Linked DNA regions of Oryctolagus cuniculus: region 2 is linked to region 1. A link is a contact called in public Micro-C data. All regions are on one chromosome and are shown on one strand. The core of a region is the stretch at or near the end of the contact, and the rest is flanking DNA. Distances in the headings are between cores, read along the strand shown. Region 1 overlaps PLEKHM3 (pleckstrin homology domain containing M3). Region 2 holds the start of FZD5 (frizzled class receptor 5).

The links. A called contact is a pair of places that touch in the nucleus more often than the background predicts.
Region 2: a Micro-C map of ear pinna shows a contact between it and region 1, with 2.1 times the contacts expected there. The contact joins the promoter of FZD5 here to the enhancer-like site in region 1. A contact is called at or near these places in 2 of 6 Hi-C or Micro-C datasets (ear pinna and liver).

What each region holds. Positions count from the first base shown.
Region 1 is chr3:31,977,810-31,982,117 of mOryCun1.1, forward strand. It overlaps PLEKHM3 (pleckstrin homology domain containing M3), which reads left to right. Exons shown (of 8, transcript XM_070070294.1): 8 at 1-4,039. Among named protein-coding and RNA genes, the nearest start is that of FZD5, 60 kb to the right of the region's middle. Within about 2 kb of position 1,587, at least 2 of the 8 cell types and tissues checked have an H3K27ac peak or open chromatin away from gene starts, as enhancers often do. A contact at or near this core is called in ear pinna, where this site is marked.
Region 2 is chr3:32,036,779-32,041,090 of mOryCun1.1, forward strand. It overlaps FZD5 (frizzled class receptor 5), which reads left to right and starts at 2,901. Exons shown (of 2, transcript XM_002712605.5): 1 at 2,901-3,504; 2 at 3,780-4,312. The coding sequence starts at 4,042.

The DNA of each region.
Region 1 (4,308 bases), core at 337-2,836:
CTGAGCACCACACGCGCATTTCTTTTCTGAGTCTACAGTAGTCACAACCAAGGCATGAAAACTTGTTAAGAGTTTTCACGAGCTGCCTCGTGGTGCCTTTTACTCTTAGAAAAAACAGGTTGACTTTGCCCTGCCTCTAGTTAGAGAGAAAGTTGTACACAAAAGGAAAAGGATGGAAAATCTCAAACACTTGGCAAACAGGCAAACAAATTTGGTCATCTCCTCTCCTCCTCCCCTTGGTGAAATACAGTATTTATATTTTCCAGCCTCGGAGAAGATAGCAGAACATGATCTTTCACTAGAGAATTATAGACCTGCTTATTATAAAACAGATGTGCTCCCATGGCGAAGTGCCTTCTCCCTCCGCCCCCAGCTCCCTGTCACTGTAGCTTACTTTTGCCTTCGCTGTAATTAATGTATCTGTGATTCCAACTGTCAGCAAGGCCATTCCCAGCACACTGCACTTGGAGACCTGAAGTGCACGGCCGTCCTCCCCTTGTGACGTGTTTGCTCTGTGTACAGAGGCTCCTGGCCCAGCTTGCAGACATCCGGGGCTGGAGCTGCCGAGAGGCCAGGGTGAGATCCCGGGTCCCTGATCTAAAACGCCTCTGTTTCCGCCAGTGCCCAGGGAGAGGGCCCTGTTCAATCAGGGCAATGCGCCCCCCCCCCCCCGAACTCCGAGGGAGAACTTGCCTCCCACAGCACTTTCTGCTTATTTTCAAAAGGGGAAAAAAATAGATCACCATCAGCTACCCAGAATGGGAACCGGGTCCCAACTGCTTCTGTTTTCTCTCCTCTGTGGACAACCCTGATGGCCTGGTCGGTGCCGGCCGCAGGCCTGCGTAGACATTCCTTGCCACCACCACCCCCCAAATCAGAGGACAGAGCTGTGCCAGCTGAGGAGCTGGGCCTGCCATGAAAACTCAGAATTGCTGTTTTCAGCCCAGAATGCCTTGGAGCACATGAACGCCCTTACTGTTTGCAAGCCTAACAAATTACTTGGTGCACTGTTAGGTAATTGTTCCCCTGCTTAGAGACTGTCGAAACAAAAGCAGAGCTGTGGATTACCACCTCCTTAAAACCAAGCTAATACCTGCTTTTCCTCGTGTTCCGTTTTTTATCCCATATTAAATATCTCACACGTAAAAAGCATCCGAGAAAATGGCCAATTAATCTCCTGGAGCTGGCCGCCGGCTCCGGGGGAGCTGCTTCTCACTGACAGGCCCGTTCCCTGGAGTGTCACTGGAGGAAATCCCTCCTCCCAGTGCCAGAAACTCATGTGTGAGACGGTCCAACCCTGGTGAAATGTTGGCATCTAACCCCGCAATAAAGAAGCCAGTTCCTAAAATAGACCTCACTGCACACGGCTGCAGGAAGGCCACAGAGTACTTAAAAAGACGGCAACTGGAATGGGGGCCCTGCTCCCCGCCTCCCCCAGGGCCGCCTGGGCCCAGAGTTGAAAGCCTCTTTATACAAAAACCATGTCCACTCTTGCCGGCCGCCTTCGCGTCATTGTCTTCTCCAGGGGACTGTGTCGTGGTCATTTTCATGGCCGGAGTGCTGGCTGGCATGGCAGGAGCCAGACGAGCTGAGAGGGCGGTCATGTTTCAGCTCCTCAAGGCCAGGTCTCCACCGCAGAGGCAGTACAGCTAGTGCGTAGGATGTGTGGTTGCCAACATGGCGCCGTCCTTCAGACATGTGCACCAGGACCATGTCCTGACTTCCGGCCACAGAGAGAACTGGGCTGGTCGTATCACTTGGGCTGCCCTGTACAGCCTGACTGAGCCGCAGCACGGCCTGGGATGTAGGGGCCCCTGTTTCTCTCTCTGAGTGCTACATCTACATGCTGAATATCGACACCTCAAAGAGGCCTCACTTCCAAACCTGAGGCCTTCCTCCCTACTCACTGGCCAAAACAGGCCCTCCATAAATTAATCATTTATCAGGTGGAACTGACGATGCTTCATGCACTCACCACTTCCTGCAAAGGGACGCTGTTCAAAAAAGACACTGCCTTCCCCTCCCTTAGGGTAGAGCTGATGGGGTTGCTCATACATTTGTGCAGAATTAGTGACCCCTCCACTGATCTGTTACTGGATCAACTTCAGCTTTTGCTTCGCACACTGCCTATCTTCAATGCAGCGGTTATTTTTATTTATTTATTTATTTATTTTTGCTTCTCACGGTGAACAGAGATGTGTGCAATTTTCCCCCTTTTCTGTTTCTTGAGTTTTCTAACCCATTTTTCTCCTTATTCTGCAATGGAGCAAAAAGGTAGGGAACCTGGAGTAAAACTGCAAGAACACGAGTCATAAGCCGTATTCTCCTCTTCTCCGGACTGCACTCGTTAGTACCAGGCACCAGGAGCTTCGCGCCAGCACCTTGCACCTCGCTTCCGAGCCTGAGTAGAAAAGAGCTCACTGCTCTCAGCGGACTCCAGCGAGGAGCAAATGAGCCCTGCTCGGTTCATCAAAACAGACAGATGTTGATTTTGATCACGTGGGACAGTGTTTTGCCAGCAAAGTCTAGCACCCAGCAGGCGTCTTACTGGCACAGAATTCTAATTTCATTGGACTCAAAACCACTGACTCCCGTGTTTTAGTGGATGCACAGCTGATGTGAAACCCGGGTCGTTGTTCACCTCTAGTCGGGCATACCCGTGTTGTCAGGGGTCTTATTTAAGACAGCTTCCAGATGATCCTGACATGGAGCGCTTGCCTCGGATGTGAGGGAGGGAAGGCCTTACTAAATGCAAATGAGACAACAGCAGGTTTTCTTTGGTTCCTGGTGAGAAGAGAAGCCACTTGCAAACCTCCTCATCTTGTTAGGGAGCTCCTGAGTGAAGTCAGTTGTTGCCAGGGTAGGAGACTCGGGTGCCTCTTCAGTGAGATCCCCTCCTACTGGTGGGACAGCTGCCAGCCACCCTCTCCCCTCATTCCACCCCCAGCACGTGCCCCATACTTCCATCTTCCTTGCCCTGAGTTCCGAGTTTGGAGTGCCAGCCCCAATTCAGACCTCGTGGCTCATAAGCCAGCTGGCAGACGCGGCGGTCCTGTGGCTCCTTCTCCATGCCAGCCTTCCCGTTTGTTCCCCTCCCTGTAGGAGTGCCTTATAGTACCGCCTCGTGCTTCCAGAAGCCTGCAGCTTCTCCAGCTCAGTGCTCAGCCCTTTGCTTCCTTCCTGCTGGCCACTCTTCATACAGACGTGCTCAGCGTCTGTATATTCTATGAGGCATGTCAGACCTCTCACCTCCCTTGAACCGGTGCCTTAACTGCACAAGGAGAGGAGTTCAACCACATGGGTAGTAGAGAGGTAAAAACACTGGCGACTCAATCACAGAAGGTTTTGGCTTTGTTTTATGCTGCTTTTTTCTGCACTCTTTTTGTTTGCTTTCTGACTCTCATTAACCAAACTCAGGGGAACATCAGGCCAATGGGTAGAGAAATAAAACCCACGATCCAGAACAGAATGTATAACATCGGTGAACTTGGCCATTTTCAGGCTCAAAATTTACACACAAGGATTTTACTTTTTCATTTACTATATAAAAGATGTTCTTTTGCCATGTGTTTCCACATGGGAAGTGGGAAGCCTCTTAGATAAACTGTGACATTGACAAATGTCTCTCAGTGTGGTGTGGGCAGCCCCTTGAAGTGATTGGGCGTTCACCACGGGCAGTGAAGGGTAGTGACCATGGCCGTGCAGGAGATGTCTTCTCGTCACCTTTCCTTATTTTTGCTCATTCAGCACAGGACTGACGAAAATGTTGGGTTTGGGCTATTAGATCACTCCTATTTGTAATAGCTAATGTGCTAACTTACACATATGTTCTTTCTACTTTCTGGATATCATTGCCTTTTGTTTCAGCATAACAACCATATTTTTGTTTGCATCATTTTCCAAAATATAGTAACTGTAATAATGTAAAACTGAGGTGTTGTTGACAAGACCGCTGGTTTTTATGGTTGTCCGTCACATAACTAAAGTGCACCAGTTCCTAATGTACAAAGTGATCTCTCAATAAACTACGCAGAAAGTACTTCCTCTTCTCTTAACTTCATTCTTGTTTTTGAAGAAGTGGTGAACATCCACGATGTCTGGATGTTTCACAGACAAGATTTATTGTGTTGAAAGTCAGCTACCAGGTTTTTAAATATAGCTTAATTTTACAGATAGACTTGGTTTATCTCAACTCATCACTCTACATTATTTGCATCAGCCCTCCCTATGCTCTTGAAAAATACAACTTGGAAAAAGGTGCAGGTGTCCTGGTCTGGGCCTTGCAGGCTGCATCCACGCGTGGTGACT
Region 2 (4,312 bases), core at 1,651-4,150, 60 kb after region 1:
CGTTGCAGCCATTTGGGGGGTGAACCAACAGAAGGAAGACCTTTCTCTCTCTCTCACTGTCTAACTCTGCCTGGCAAAAACAAACAAACAAACAAACAAACAAACTATGGAATGTAACTTATTAATTGGAATATTTAGCATTATCTTCTATATTTTCATCACTTATAAATATACTTTGGACAATCCAGATCTCCCACGTGGTTGCAGAGGCCCAAACCCTTGGGTCATCCTCTGCTGCCTTCCCAGGCACACCAGCAGGAAGCTGGATCAGAAGTGGAGCAGCTGGAACTTGAACAGGCACCCATATGGGATGCCGGCACAGGCAGCAACTTTACCTGCTGCCCCACAATGCCAGCCCATTAATCAATCTTTAAAATTAACAAGTAAAAATTACCTATATTGATGATGTACAACATGATGTTTTGATTTATGTATACATCATAGAATGGCTAAATTGAGCTAGTTAATATATGCATTGACCTCACATACTTGTCATATTTTGTGGTGAGAATAAAGTCTACTCAGAGATTTTCTATTATAATATGTTGTTACTGACCCCAGTTGCCACGATGCATGGGAATTTTGATTTCTACCCTTTCCATGGACTAAATAAATAACTTCAAGCAAGTCATTGTGGTGCCAGCTTCTACATCTGATGGTTGGGAGGGTTAAATGAGGTAACATACATGAATTATTTAGCACCCTGACTGAAACAAGTTAAACAGCATACTTAAACCTCCTTTCAACTGAAGTAATATATGGGAGGAAAAAACGGACATTAAAGTGATGCAAAAAAGCTGTGCAATTCAAAATAAGTCTCTTTTGAGAAGCTTCTCTGCTGTTATTGCTATTAGGGATCTCCAAGGAAAAATGAGATTTTTGCTCCTTATTAAGCAGACAGAAGGTTCACAAACCAGCCCATGATGTTTGAGTCACAACCAAGCGAAATAACAGAAGTATTCTGACCAAATTCCAATGTGAGTGATTAACATTCTCCAACTTCAAATAATTTTTATTATTAGCCAACACTTGTCCATCCCCAATAATACACACGTTGCATAAAGGGCTCAGAATGAGACAGGCCTCCCTTGGCATGTTCGCAGCCTGTGCATACTTTCCACTGAGGCTTCTCCTCTCTTCTGGACTGCTGTTCCGTTGCTTTTCCATTCCCACCACACTCGGCCCTGGGATGTTCCCTCGCCCAGAGTGCCAAGTATTCCAAAAGGCAGATTAAAACAGGAGCACCTGAAGAATTCCAAGGAAAAAAAGAGGCAATGTGCCTTTTCGATATACATATGTATGTGTGTATAGGTGCATATGTATATAGATATTACAGCTGTCAGTTCCCTGCAGCATATTTGCTCTTGTTTAACCTTGAGGCTGGGATTCATACACAGTATTCTTAATTACTTTCTACAAAGCCTTGCTGAAGAGCAGGAAGCCCATGGCTTTTCTGCAACTAGGAACCCCAGTCTGTAAAAATAAATAAATAAAGGGGACCCAGGAGCAGAGGATTCACGATACCCCACGGCCAGCCTCCAACCACTGAGTCCGTTCAGGAGACCTCCAAGTGTCTCCTGGCCCTCCTGTGTTGGCCTTTATCCCCCGGGGAGAGTAGGGGTGGGAGAGCACAAAACAATTTAAACCCTCTTCCTAAGCGTGTGAATGAATTTCAAGTATGCTACAGCCCTCAGTCTTCCTGCCTAATTAGAACACACAGAAAAGAGGCGTTTCAGAGCATTTTAAAAACTTGGAGCAAGTCGATCCGCCTGGGGAGCACCGCCGGGCGTCCTCGGGGGGGGGGGGGGGGGGGCTCCAGCGGCTCCGTGCGCCCCGGGCCACAGGCGGCGCTCGACTGCGCGGCTTCGCACCGGGCAGCCCCGGGGGCCCGGAGCCCTGCGGCTTCCCGGAGCCTGGCGTCGGGGCTGCTTCCCTCCGCGGGCGACTTGGGAACTGCCTCGGATGATAAACCTCGACTGGGCGAGGACTAGCATCTCTCCAGTCTTCCAAGGCAGGAGGAAGTTCAGTTCCTTGTCTCCGCAGTAAGATGTTAAATGCGAAGGTAGAGGTCAAAGTCTGGGAGATGGGGATAGTGTGTGTGCGTGCGTGTGTGTCTGCCAAGAGTGTGGATGCCCAACCACCTGGGTTCAAATCCCAGTTCTGCCATGTGGGCACCTACTGTGTGCCAGACGCTGGGAACACCGCAGTGAAGTTTCTCCAGCTCGCGGCTTTCTTGGAGGCTCCATCACCAGTTCGGTTGCCTCGGTCAAGTTTCTGAGTCTGGGTTCCTTCACCTGCAAGGAGTGCCTGCCTCTTGGAATTGTAAAGGTCAGAGATATCGTATGGAGATGTAAATGATTAACGCGCTGCTGGGTGCACAGGAAGTGCTCCGTAAGTGTTCACTCTTCTCTCACCTGTACCCGAGACAGCGCAGCGGGGAGACAGGTGCCACGGCCAGGAACGACTCCACGAGCGCTGGGCTCTCCGAGCTTAGCTGCAGAGGAGGCTGCTAGGAGCCCCGGAGGGAAAGGCTCATAAGCCAGCAACTTGGCCGGAGAGTGAATCGCCAGACCCTGGGAGCAGGCAGAGACCTCCCGAGGGACTTCTGGCCAGGCTTTCCCGCCAGGCTTCTCAAGGCGGCCCGATTAGCATTCGCCCCGCCCCCGACGTCTCCTTGCCCGCGATTGGCCAGCGCTCCGGGGCGGCCCGCTCCGGGCGGGGCCGGCGGGCGCCGGGGACGCGGCGGAGCCCGCGGGGCAGTGGGCGGGGACGCGGGCCGAGCGGCCCACCAACCGAGCCCGGGCCCGAGGGGGCGGGGCCGGGACCGGGGCGGGGCCTCCCGGCGGGCATTAGAGGCAGGTGACCCTGGCGGGGCGGGAGAGGGCAGTCCGCCTGCGGCCGTGACTCTGCCGCCTCCGCGCGCCGTTCAGTGCCCGCCGGAGGTGGGCGAAAGGGTGCGAGAGAACGCAGGGGGGAGGAGCCGAGCCGGGCGCGTCCCGAGAGCGCCGCCACCGCCCCCGGGAGTCCGCTGGAGCGCGGAGCCCCCTGCAGGGGAGGAGGCGAGCGGCGGGCGGGACGCGGCGGCGGCGGCGGGCGCTCACCATGCAGTCCCGGCCCGGCCAGCGCAGGCTGCTCGCTGCGCCGTGAGGCTGCGGGGTCCCGGTCGCCGCGCCGCCCCTTCCTCCCGCCCAGGTGCTGCCGGGCGCGCCCGCCTTGCGTCCGGCTCCCGGACCCCCGGTGCAACGCACTGCCTGCTGCTGCCCTGCTCCGCCCGGATCATGCGGGGGGCCCCAGAGGAGGAGAGGGCGAGTGACTGGGCTGCGCCGGCTGTGTTCGGGAGGCGCCCCCATCTCTGAGACGCCCCCACCTCCTGCCATGTGCCGCCGCAACGGGTACCCAGCCTGCCGCTAAACTTTGCGGGCGCCGGCCCGGCTCCGAGTCACGTTTCCGAGAGAGCAGCAAGTGCTGGGGACCGCCTGCCCCTCTCCAGCGGGATCTGCGGAGGTGAGAGCCTGCGCCAACCCCCTCTCCCGGTTCCTTTGCCCTTTTCCTGGGGACTGAGGACTCTGACCCCGGGGCCCAGCCCGGAGGGCCAAGCCAGGAAGGGGAGTGCGGGGAAGTCGGCAGTTAGATTCCAGGAGGTGGAAGGGAGGGAAGGGAGAGAGGGGTTGGCTAACTTAAGAGCTTTGCAACCGCTTGCGGGGACCGAACTGTTGACGCCTAATGGGAGCTGGCTGCAATTTTTCGTCTCCCCCATCTGTTGTTTTTTTTTTTTTAAGAGTCCTTTGCCTGGAATCGGAGCCCTGACCGTCTCTCCCCGAGCGCTGCCCGCGGAGGCAGCGCCTTCCCGGAGCAGTTTATCTTTGGACGGCTTTCTCTAAGAGAAAAAGAAACCAACAGGTTGCCAGCCCCGGCGGCGCGCGCGCGTACACACACAGAGAGAGACACACGAGGGACGCGGAGAGGGACGAGCCGGCCCCGGATTCCTCTGCCTGCGCTGGCCCCTCTCGGGCAGCGGGAGGCGAGGGGAGGGAGGGGGCGATGGCTCGGCCTGACCCGTCCGCGCCGCCCTCGCTGCTGCTGCTGCTCCTGGCGCAGCTGGCGGGCCGGGCGGCGGCCGCCTCCAAGGCCCCGGTGTGCCAGGAAATCACGGTGCCCATGTGCCGCGGCATCGGCTATAACCTGACGCACATGCCCAACCAGTTCAACCACGACACGCAGGACGAGGCGGGCCTGGAGGTGCACCAGTTCTGGCCGCTGGTGGAGATCCACTGCTCGCCGGACCTGCGCTTCTTCCTGTGCTCCATGTACA